Regions from separate parts of the Mus musculus genome. Here region 2 is linked to region 1. A link is a contact called in public HiCAR-type data. All regions are on one chromosome and are shown on one strand. The core of a region is the stretch at or near the end of the contact, and the rest is flanking DNA. Distances in the headings are between cores, read along the strand shown. Region 1 has its middle 27 kb from the start of 1700048B10Rik. Region 2 overlaps Shc3 (src homology 2 domain-containing transforming protein C3).

Evidence for each region. HiCAR-type assays count read pairs that join an accessible place to other places.
Region 2: a contact with region 1 is called in a HiCAR-type map of Th17 cells, with 9 times the contacts expected there. The contact joins two enhancer-like sites. A contact is called at or near these places in 2 of 484 Hi-C or Micro-C datasets (Sertoli cells and bone marrow-derived macrophages), 2 of 115 datasets of contacts at active chromatin or transcription factors (Th17 cells and stem cell-derived neural progenitor cells) and 1 of 9 other capture datasets (embryonic stem cells).

The regions. Positions count from the first base shown.
Region 1 is chr13:50,958,197-50,964,122 of GRCm38.p6, forward strand. No RefSeq gene overlaps it. Among named protein-coding and RNA genes, the nearest start is that of 1700048B10Rik, 27 kb to the left of the region's middle. Within about 2 kb of position 2,890, at least 8 of the 459 cell types and tissues checked have an H3K27ac peak or open chromatin away from gene starts, as enhancers often do. A contact at or near this core is called in Th17 cells, where this site is marked.
Region 2 is chr13:51,470,250-51,476,175 of GRCm38.p6, forward strand. Shc3 (src homology 2 domain-containing transforming protein C3) reads right to left here. Exons shown (of 12, transcript NM_009167.5): 5 at 2,554-2,607. Among named protein-coding and RNA genes, the nearest start is that of Gm32834, 55 kb to the left of the region's middle. Within about 2 kb of position 2,617, at least 8 of the 459 cell types and tissues checked have an H3K27ac peak or open chromatin away from gene starts, as enhancers often do. A contact at or near this core is called in Th17 cells, where this site is marked.

The DNA.
Region 1 (5,926 bases), core at 1,640-4,139:
CATGCTGCTCCGTCTCAGAGTAAAACCAGGACTGCCTCCAGCAGCAGACGAGGCTCTAACCCTGGTCTGCCACTCACTCGCTTCCTCATCTCCTTTCAACGGCAGTTCCTCCTCCCCCACCGCACAATGTCCCTTCACTTAGGGTAGACACTGGCAGATATGATACCTGTCCTTCTGACTCATTTAATTCCAGACAGGTGCCTACGTGTTTTCTCTGCAAAATGGGGAGGGGAGGAATCAATGTGGGTCTGCCATGATTCACGGAAGCCAGACGCGATTTCCTTTCAGGCTATGACTCATCTGAAAATGCGGCGAGAACCTTGACCTTCATGCACTGGCTGTGATTTTAAAAGCACGGTCACTTTCTGCCTGCTTTGAAGATGAATTTAACTCCAGACTCCATCAAGTGTGACTTTTCGTTCCAGGGGGAAACTCCCTGGAAGGTCCGAGGGTAACACAGTTGCAATGGCTCTGCTAAGGGAAAAGTTATTTCAAGCACAAGTGGCTCAACTCTCAGCTGCTCCAGGCTTCAGTGGAGTTGTGCTGACTGCTCTCCTCATAAAGTCTCAGGTTCTCCGTGTATAAAACAAGTGCTTCAACAACCATCTCTGTTTCCTTCAGCCTTCTCTGCATGTCTATAATTTGCTTACTAATTTTCTTTTTAAAATATTTTAAAAGTAAAAGAACATAGATTTTTATTGTTTTATTTTTAAGTGTGTATGTGTGTGTCTTTGTGTGGGCATGTGCACACATGAAGATGCCACTGGATGCCAGAGGCATCAGACCTCTCTGGATCTGGGAATCATGGGCAGTTATCCCGACATAAGCATTGGGAACCAAAGCCATGTCTTCTGAAAGAGCAGGGAGTGCTCTCAACTACTGAGCCAGCTCCCAGTGCCACACCTCTTTATTTTGTACTGAGATTTGAACCCAGGGGCTTGTGTCTGCTGGGCAAGCATTCTGCCACTGAGCTAAAGCCACAGCCTAATATTTTTTAATTAATGTACTTGGAATGTGTTAGGGACCTTTTGAGAACAAAGAAAAGACAACATGACTTAATTAGTGTCTGGGTACTTAAAACTGCAGTGTTCTTGCATTCCTTCAGCCTCAGTATAATGGCAACATTGATGTAGCCTTAGTGTTACAGTAACCCCATAGCCATAGAATCGCCAGTGAAAATACTGTTGCCATATAAGCTGCTCCCTAGCAAAGAGTTTCAGTGTCCTGTTTCTCTGAACAAGAATCCTATAACAAAAGCACACATTCAAATAAATGAGAGAGAAGAAGACAAACAGACACAGAGACAGAGAGAGGCAGAGAGGCAAAGAGAGACAGAGACAGACACACACACACACACACATATATATATACACACACATATACATATATATATATATATATTGTATATATTCAAGATCTGTATGGGGAAAACTGAAGGAAATCAGAGAAAAGATAGTCCATGTTCAAGGATAAGACTTGACGTTGTTAAGACATTCCTCCCAACTTGATCTAGAAGATCCAGTGCGATCCCAGAAGTCGACTTCTTCATGAATATTTACAAACTGATTCGACGACTTTATATGGAAAACCAAAGAAGACCAGAGCAGCCAACACAATATTGAGGAGGGACAGAGCCAGAGTACTGACTCAGCTTCAAGCCTTTGTATGAGGCTCCAGTAATGAAGACATCACGGAATGGATGACAAGATGAATGAATGAATGAATGAATGAATGAATGAATGAATGAATGAATGAATAAATGAAGATACAGAGAGAGCACCTGTCAGGGGTGTTCTCATACACATAGCCAGCTGCAGCAAAGCAGACACAGTGAAGAAAGGGACAACACACCAGACAGGACTAGACATGGTCACCACACAGTTTGTGTTACACTGTTAATATAATATAATAGTTAATATTAAAATGAATCACAGACTTAAAACTAAATGTAAAGCACAAAGCTAAAAATTGTATAAAAGATAACACAGGAAAAACAAACCTAAATGATCTTAGACTTGGTAATAAGTTTTGAGATACAATTCATAAAAGGAAAAACTGGTAAATGGGTGTCATTAAAGATTTCTGGGGAGTCTTCCACTTTGGCCTTTGGATGAAGAAGTAGAACTCTCAGCTCTGCTTGCGCCATGCCTGCCTGGATACTGCCATGCTCCCACCTTGATGATAATGGACTGATCCTCTAAACCTGTAAGCCAGCCCCAATTGTTGTTTTTATAAGGAAAAAACAAGATTTCTGGGGCCTAGGAGACTGCTCCTCTGGTAAAGCCTTGTATGTGTTGAGTTTGGATCCTCCAGGACCCAGTGCCTGTCATCTCAGGGATGATGCAATGAGAAACAGAAAGAAAAGGTCCCCGAAGCTGGGGGCCAGTTAGTCTGGTTTATGTGGCAAAGTCACAGGCCTCTGACAGACCCTGTGTCAAAGGAAAGGTGGGTGACACCTTAGGACTGACCCCCTAGGTTCTCCTCTGACCTTCACATGTGCACCATATACACATAAGCACACATGTGCACCATACATACATAAGCACACACATCCTTTAAAAATTAAAGACTTCTTGTCTAAGGGAGAAACTATTAAAGAATGAAAGAGAAGCTACAGATAAGGTTGCATGGGGCAGCGGGATTGCCAAGCACCACCTCATAAAGTCTTCAGATCTGAATCACCCAAGAACCCTGCAAATGTCTCGGTATTAAAACAAACCGAAATTACAGTAGCAAGCCATCTGACTAGACATCTCACCAGAGAAGAAGCGGAGGCAGAAAACGAACAGATGAGCAAAAAAAAACGTACACTAAGCAGCTACAAGACAACAGTTGAGCCCTGGTAAAAGAGCCCGGATCCCAAACACAGATGACACCAAACCCTGGCAAAGATAGCAGCTGACTCATTCGGTGCTAGTGCGAATGTGAACAGGTGTGGCTACTTGGGGAGACCATGAGGAAGAAGTGCCTCAGAAAGTTGAATACCACCCTTGCCCCAGCACTCCTTGGTGATGAAACAAAGAGTTGAAAGGCTCCAGATAAGTTCACGCGCAGCGGTTTCCTTCGTTGTCAGCATGGAGAAACGACCAAGATGTCCCATACTAGATGAATGAGACTCAAAAGGAAAGAAAGCCGGTGTGTCTGCCCAGTTACTCAGCTGTGAAGGGGAATGAGCTAAACCAGCACAAAAAGACATGAGCTGAGAGCCCTGGAGAGGCACAGCCCTGAGAGGCAGAGGGAGCTTAGGAGAGTTAGAGGCCAACGTGGTCTAGACAGTAAATTCCAGGATAGCCAGGGCTATGTAGATTCTGTCTGAAAACAAAACAAGTATGCAAAACCAACAAAGTCTTCCGCCATTGGGAGGGGGGAACAGTCTGAAAAGGTTACTTACATCTGAGTTCTCCTGCATGGTATTTTGGAAAAGGCTCCAGAGTCTATTAAAAAAAAAAATGTCAGTGTTTTATCAGGATTTGGAGGGCTGGAGAGATGGCTCAGCGGTTAAGAGCACTGACTGCTCTTCTGAAGGTCCTGAGTTCAAATCCCAGCAACCACATGGTGGCTCGCAACCATCCGTATTGAGATCTGACACCCTCCTCATGTGTGTCTGAAGATAGCTACAGTGTACTTATGTATAATAATAAATAAGTCTTTGGGCCAGGGGGTCGGGACAAGAGAACAAGTGTATCCTGTGCAGTTGGGACAACCAACCTTGTTTACTGAAGTGAAAACACGTGACTTGATATTTAAATATAAATAAATAAATAAGGATTTGGAGAACACCAAAGAAGGCAGGAAGGATGAACACTGGGGGCCAAGAGACAGTTAAGGTAGCGACACCCTCCTGTGGCGTTGTCATGGTGAGACTGTGGTTTTGTGTGTGCACCAAAATACCAGAGAACACAAGCGTGAGCCCGAGAGATGCTATGGGCTTCAGTTATGAAAGCAGACAGGGACTGCGTGGTTTCCCACGGGGCTGTGCCCCAATAAGCTTATTGTAGAAAATAGTGTTCAGTCACAAGTCTGCTACACCGGATCTGCTCTCTGCATTGATGACTGTACCTTGGCAGTGAGCAAGGATGGACATCTGTCCCACTCACCATCTGCAAAGGCCACCAGTGAACATGAACACTCACGCTTGTCACCGGTCTCCCATCAGCTATTTCTATTGAGCTTACAGGCTTACAAGACTGTTTTCCCAACCAGGGATTGATAAATGTGGTCTTCGGGTCTGTGCCTTCTCTTTCTTCCTTTAGCAGTTTTTTGTTTGTTTGTTTGTTTGTTTGTTTGTTTGAAACCAAAGTGTTATCATGAAATGCGCTCCTGCTTATCCACCTTTCCTCTTTCGGGTCACACTTCGGGGCCTAGGTCTAAGAATTCTTTTTTTTGTTTGTTTGTTTGTTTTTGTTTTTGTTTTTCGAGACAGGGTTTCTCTGTGTAGCCCTGGCTGTCCTGGAACTCACTTTGTAGACCAGGCTGGCCTCGAACTCAGAAATCCGCCTGCCTCTGCCTCCCCAGTGCTGGGATTAAAGGCGTGTGCCACCACGCCCGGCTGGTCTAAGAATTCTTAAGCCCAAAGTCAAATGCTTTCTCCTATGTTTCCATTCTCATTTACATGTGTGGCCTCTTATGGTTAGATTTTTATTCCTTCTCTCGGTCCATCCACCTCCCCCCTTCCTTCCTTCCTTTCTTCCTCCCTTCCTCCCTTCCTCCCTCCCTTCCTCCCTCCCTTCCTCCCTTCCTCCCTTCCTCCCTTCCTTCCTCCCTCCCTTTCTTCCTCCCTTCCTCCCTTCCTTCCTCCCTCCCTTCCTTCCTCCCTTCCTTCCTCCCTCCCTCCCTTCCTCCCTTCCTCCCTCCCTTCCTCCCTCCCTTCCTTCCTTCCTTCCTCCCTCCCTTCCTTCCTCCCTTCCTTCCTCCCTCCCTCCCTTCCTCCCTTCCTCCCTCCCTTCCTCCCTCCCTTCCTCCCTCCCTTCCTCCCTCCCTTCCTTCCTTCCTTCCTCCCTCCCTTCCTCCCTCCCTTCCTTCCTTCCTCCCTTCCTTCCTCCCTCCCTTCCTTCCTTCCTTCCTCCCTCCCTTCCTCCTCCCTTCCTCCCTTCCTCCCTTCCTTCCTCCCTCCCTTCCTTCCTTCCTTCCTCCCTTCCTCCCTTCCTTCCTCCCTCCCTTCCTTCCTTCCTTCCTCCCTCCCTTCCTCCCTTCCTTCCTGTTATTTATATTTTAAGGACAGAGTCTCATATAACCCAGGCTGACCTTGAACTTCTGACACTCTTGCCACGCACGGCTGCCTAAGGACTGGGATTCCCAGCATGTGCCACCATAGTCAGTGTATGAATGCTGGGCTTGAACTGGGGGATTCATGCATGCTAGGCAAGCGCTTTACCAACTGAGCGTCACCTCCAGGCCCTAAGAATATCTTCTTATGACGTGTGTGTGTGTGTGTGTGTGTGTGTGTGTGTGTGTGTGTATCCCCAGCCCTTCTCTGTGTCTTATTCCTTTCTGTTTTGAGACAAAGTCTCACTCTGCAGCCCAGGCTGGCCTTGAACTGGTGATGCTTCAGCCACAGTCCCCACTGAAATCATAGACATGTTCTGGTCCCTCAGCATATTTAGCTTAATATATTAATATAACATATCTTGTCATGAATTTTGTTAAGCCTGTACTATTATATGGTCACTTAGCATATCTAAGCATACTCCTAAGAGGTGAGTGTCGGATCTTTTGTTGCATTCTCATTGGCCCCTAATGCACTGCACTTTTTCATTTTAGGTTTTTTTCGCCTCTGTTTTTCAGATCGTACATATTCTATTGCTTTCTCTGATTTCCCCTGACATATAATATACATTCTTCTATTGAGCCCATCCAGAGAGATTCTTTTGTTTCAAAGTTTAATCTTCAATTCTATCACTTCCTCTAGGCTCTGGTATGAGTGCTG
Region 2 (5,926 bases), core at 1,367-3,866, 510 kb after region 1:
ACTCGGAACAGTGTTCTTGGCCCCACAGTTCTACAGTGGGCACCCTAAATTCCAGAGAAGAGGCTGTGAGGATCTTCTTCTGTGGTGATTGCATCCCTGAGCTTAGTCCCCAAGACCTCTGAGACAGGTTGTGACGTCCTCTTGGGGATCTTATGTATGCATGCAGGGAATAGGGTGCAGCAGTCTAAGGTGTCATTCTTCAGGCCTTTCAGACAAGGTCTGTTTGTTGCTGAAATCGGGAGTTCACCACTTAAGCCGGCTGGGATGCCCAGTCTCTGCCTCCCTGGTGCCTGGTTAGAAGTGAACATCTTTTTGCTTGGGTCCTGGAGATGGAACCCACGTCCTCCTGCTTACGTGGGAAGGGTTTCACTGAGCCGCCTTCCCAAGCCCTCCTGGTGATCTCTCAACACTGGACTTCAGGGTCTGCTATCATCACTGCCTGTTTCCTTTTGGAGAAAGAAGGATTAGCAGTATTTTCAAGTCTCACTCAGCAGTCATTTGTTAACTGTTTCCTCCTGGGTGGACCAATGAGGCACAAAGCAAAGCTGTCCACCTAGAAAGACAGTAAGGAGCCCGGCACGGTTTTGCTTTGTCTTTTAAGACAAGGCCTCACTCTCTAGCCCTGGCTAGTCTGAAGTGCACAATATTCCTGCCTCAACCCCTCTAGGCTGGGATTACATGTCTCATTACACCTGAACCACAACCATTTTTGGATGAGGAAAAAATTTTTTTCAGAAAATGTAAGGTATTATAGATCACTTCAAATGTCACCAGATGTTGTCAGTTCTTTTATTTATTTATTTATTTATTTTTATTTTTAATACAAGTCTCACTATGTAGATGAGGCTAGCCACTGGCCTGAATTTCAAAGCAGTCCTGTGCTCCTGATGCTGAGATTAAAGGCATGTCTGACCACACACAGCTAGACATTCATTATTCTCCTTTTTGTTTCTAGAAGAAATCATGGGGTGGGGGGAATGAAAGGGTTTATAGTTGAAAAATAAAGCTTTTTAACAAAAGATGATGCATTTGGTCTCCCAAGTTCTCAGAATGTGTACCTCTGCTCGTACCACTGCTAAGCATTGCTTTCACAGAATTTCCAGGAAGGGGAGCTGTTTATGCAAATGAGAACTAGTACTGCAAACTTCTATGAGCCAGAGATGAAGGGATGCGGGTGAAGGTCTGGTCTGGGTGTGGGACTAAGAGAGCATAGGTCACAAGCACGCAGGGCTCTGCTGTGCTTGGGGTCTAAACGGTTCCTCCAGAGCTGCTCCTGTGAGGCATCCCTGGCAAGCAATTGGATCATGAGGGCTCTGATCTAAACCATGGACCGATTCCTGGGTAAACTGATGGTGTGCTGGTTAATTTTAACCGTCAAACTTGATACAACCTAGAGCCCCCCAAGTAGAGAGTCTCCATTAAGAAAGCATCTAGACCAGATTGGCCTATGGGAATGTCTGTGTGGGGCTGTCTTGATTGCTGATTAGTACAGGTGGTGCCAGCTCCTTCGCTTTGGCTGCTAAAGTGTACAGCAGCCTTTCATTGGTGTATGATTCCCGGGTTTTAGAAGATAGACTGTGTACGAATAGAGGGGGCTTTTTAATTTTTTTCCTTCCTAACTACTGAAAACTTTACCCAGAACCAAAAGTTAATCTGAGAGCATTAAAAAAAAAAAGAGCCTGAGGCAGAGGCAGGCAGATTTCTGAGTTCAAGGCTAGCCTGGTCTACAAAGTGAGTTCCAAGACAGACAGGGCTACACAGAGAAACCCTGTCTTGAAAAACAAAACAAACAAACAAACAAAAAAGAGACTCTCTCCTACCACTGCTGGAAAGAGCCAGGCCTACGTCCTTCCTCCTCTCTGTTTCTTACTCCCCTTTGTATTATCTGTCTGCCTTTGAGGTGGTTTGGGGGATGTAGAACGGAGACAACCAAGGAAGGCAGGCATGGCAGGATGGGTCAGGCATACGGGAGCTATTGCTACCTCTCAAAGAGGCCACACTTCCAGATCTCCTAACCCACCTTGTGACTGAAAACAGTAGACCGTGCTCACAGGTTACCCTGCTCCCACCACCAAATAACAACTAAAGTGACAGCCAAGGGATAGCTTGATGGTGGAGTGACAGCTAAGCACTGCTGACCTCAGCTCAGTCTCTAATACAGAAAAAGGAAAGGGAGGGGGAAGGAAGTGTGGGGGGTTGATGATCAGCTGGGGTCACAGCTTCAGAGTTTATGACTACTTGCAAAGTTTTACTGATGAATATTTTGTCTTACAAAACATCATTTTCTTCAAAAGAATTTCCCCCGTTAGGTATAAAACTTGTTTTTCTGGCGGCAGCATAATTGTTCCCAAGCATGTATCAGAACGGAGTTCTACCCAGAAGTTTTACTGATGCTAAAACAGCTGGACTAGTATTAGGATAGTTCACTGGGGTTTCATTAAAATCAGCATTAAACACTTTTGTGTCACAGCGTCAAGGGCACATCTTTGGAGCAGAGGTTTCTTCTTAGAAAGTCCCAGCAAGAGCAAGAGAAACAAACCAAAGGCCACTTACCGGGTCTCCCCCTGAGGCAAAAGAGATAGACCGCATATGATGGTTCGCTATGATCTGTCAGGAGAGAAAAAGGGAGACTTGCGGTTAGTGCCTTGCCACATCCTGCAGGGCCTGCTGTGTTGGTGAGCAACATGGGTAACAAGATTTCCTGAGAACTGCCCCCCAAAGAAAATGACAACCAAAAAGCCCAGAGACAGTAGCTCACCTGCCCTCACATGCACAGCCTGAGGGCTGACATGTCCCTGGTTGACCAGAATGCTTCCTTACGCCTCCCAGCAGCTGAGTGAGAATTATGGGAAGCCCATTTTACAGGCACAGAACACAAGGCCAGAGAGGCCAAAGGGCTGTTCAAAGTAAGAAGTATAATAACTCCAGGTCTGGGAAATCAAGGCTCCAACCTGAGGCCAGGACTTTGCCCAGAAGAAAAACATAGGCCTGGAGAGATGGCTCAGGTGGTAAAGCGCTTACCTTACAAGTAGAGGGATCTGAGTTCAATTCCCAAAACCCACCATACAAGTAGGGGAGACTTCATGATAAAAGTCTTGGAAAGATCAAGAATTCAAGGCCCATACCTAAACATAATAAAAGCAATCTACAGCAAACCAGTATCCAACATCAAAGTAAATGGAGAGAAGCAATCCCACTAAAATCAGGGACTAGACAAGGCTGCCCACTTTCTCCCTACCTATTCAATATAGTACTTGAAGTCCTAGCCAGAGCAATTCGACAACAAAAGGAGATCAAGGGGATACAAATTGGAAAGGAAGAATTCAAAATATCACTATTTGCAGATGATATGATAGTGTATATAAGTGACCCTAAAAATTCCACCAGAGAACTCCTAAACCTGATAAACAGCTTCAGTGAAGTAGCTGGATATAAAATTAACTCAAACAAATCAATGGCCTTTATCTACAAAAAGGATAAACAGGCTGAGAAAGAAATTAGGGAAACAACACAATAGTCACAAATAATATAAAATACCTTGGTGTGACTCTAACTAAGGAAGTGAAAAATCTGTATGATAAGAACTTCAAGTCTCTGAAGAAAGAAATCAAAGAAGATCTCAGAAGATGGAAAGATCTCCCATGCTCATGGATTGGCAGGATCAATATAGTAAAAATGGCTATCTTGCTGAAAGCAATCTACAGATTCAATGCAATCCCCATCAAAATTCCAACTCAATTCTTCAATGAATTAGAAAAGGCAGTTTGCAAATTTATCTGGAATAACAAAAAACCTAGGATAGCAAAAACTCTTCTCAATGATAAAAGAATCTCTAGTAGAATTCCATGCCTGACCTACAGCTGTACTATAGAGCAATTGTGATAAAACTGCATGGTACTGGTATACCAACAGGCAGGTAGACCAATGGAATAGAATTGAAGACCCAAAAATGAACCCACACACCTATGGTCACTTGATCTTTGACAAGGGAGCTAAAACCATCCAGTGGAAAAAAGACAGCATTTTCAACAAATGGTGCTGGCACAACTGGTGGTTATCATGTAGAAGAATGCAAATTGATCCATTCCTATCTCCTTGTACTAAGGTCAAATCTAAGTGGATCAAGGAACTCCACATAAAACCAGAGACACTGAAACTTATAGAGGAGAAAGTGGGGAAAAGCCTTGAAGATATGGGCACAGGGGAAAAATTCCTGAATAGAACAATGCTTATGCCGTAAGATTGAGAATTGACAAATGGGACCTCATAAAATTGCAAAGCTTCTGTAAGGCAAAAGACACTGTCAATAAAACAAAAAGGCCACCAACAGACTGGGAAAGAATCTTTACCTATCCTAAATCAGATAGGGGACTAATATCCAATATATATAAAGAACTCAAGAAGGTGGACCCCAGAAAGTCAAATAACCCCATTAAAAAATGGGGCTCAGAGCTAAACAAAGAATTCTCAATTGAGGAATATCGAATGGCTAAGAAGCACCTGAAAAAATGTTCAACATCCTTAACCATCAGGGAAATGCAAATCAAAACAACCCTGAGATTCTGCCTCACACCAGTCAGAATGGCTAAGATCAAAAATTCATGTGACAGCAGATGCTGGCGTGGATGTGGAGAAAGAGGAACACTCCTCCAATGTTGGTGGTATTGCAAGCTTGTACAACCACTCTGGAAATCAGTCTGGCGGTTCCTCAGAAAATAGGACATAGTACTACCGGAAGATCCAGCAATACCTCTCCTGGGCATATATCCAGAAGATGTTCCAACTGGTAATAAGAACACATGCTCCACTATGTTCATAGCAGCCTTATTTATAATAGCCAGAAGCTGGAAAGAACCCAGATGTCCCTCAACAGAGGAATAGATACAAAAATTGTGGTACAGTTACACAATGGAGTACTACTCAGCTATTAAAAACAATGAATTTATGAAATTCCTAGGCAAATGGATGGATCTGGAGGATATCATCCTGAGTGAGGTAACCCAATCACAAAAGAACTCACATGATATGTACTCACTGATAAGTGGATATTAGCCCAGAAACTTTGAATACCCAAGATACAAATTGCAAAACACATGAAACTCAAGAAGAACAAAGACCAAAGTGTGGACACTTCACCCCTTCTTAGAATTGGGAACAAAACACCCATGGAGGGAGTTACAGCGACAGAGTTTGGAGCTGAGACGAAAGGATGGACCATCTAGAGACTGCTGCACCCGGGGATCCATCCCATAATCAGCCACCAAATGCAGACACCATTGCATACGCCAGCAAGATTTTGCTGAAAGGACCCTGATATAGCTGTCTCTTGTGAGGCTATGCCAGTGTCTGGCAAACACAGAAGTGGATGCTCACAGTCAGCTATTGGATGGAACACAGGGCACCCAATGGAGGAGCTAAAGAAAGTACCCAAGGAGCTGAAGGGGTCTGCAACCCTATAGATGGAACAACAATATGAACTAACCAGTACCCCCAGAGCTTGTGTCTCTAGCTGAATAGGTAGCAGAAGATGGTCTAGTTGGCCATCATTGGGAAGAGAGGTCCCTTGGTCTTGCAAACTTTATATGCCTCCGTACAGGGGAACACCAGGGCCAAGAAGTGGAAGTGGGTGGGTAGGGGAGCGGGGAGGGGAGGGTATAGGGGACTTTCGGGATAGCATTTGAAATTTAAATGAAGACAATACCTAATAAAAATTTGGGAAAAAAAAGTAGGGGGGACCTGAGTTCAATCCCTACAACCCACATAGAAAAGAACTCAGTAGAGTGGCTACAATCTTGGTACTAGAGACAGGTAGGTATCTTAGCTGAATGAGGGGACTTCAGACCATTGAACAACCCTCAGACACTGCCTGATCAAAGACAATGCAGGTTGACCTGTGACCTCCACATGTATGCACACATATGTACAT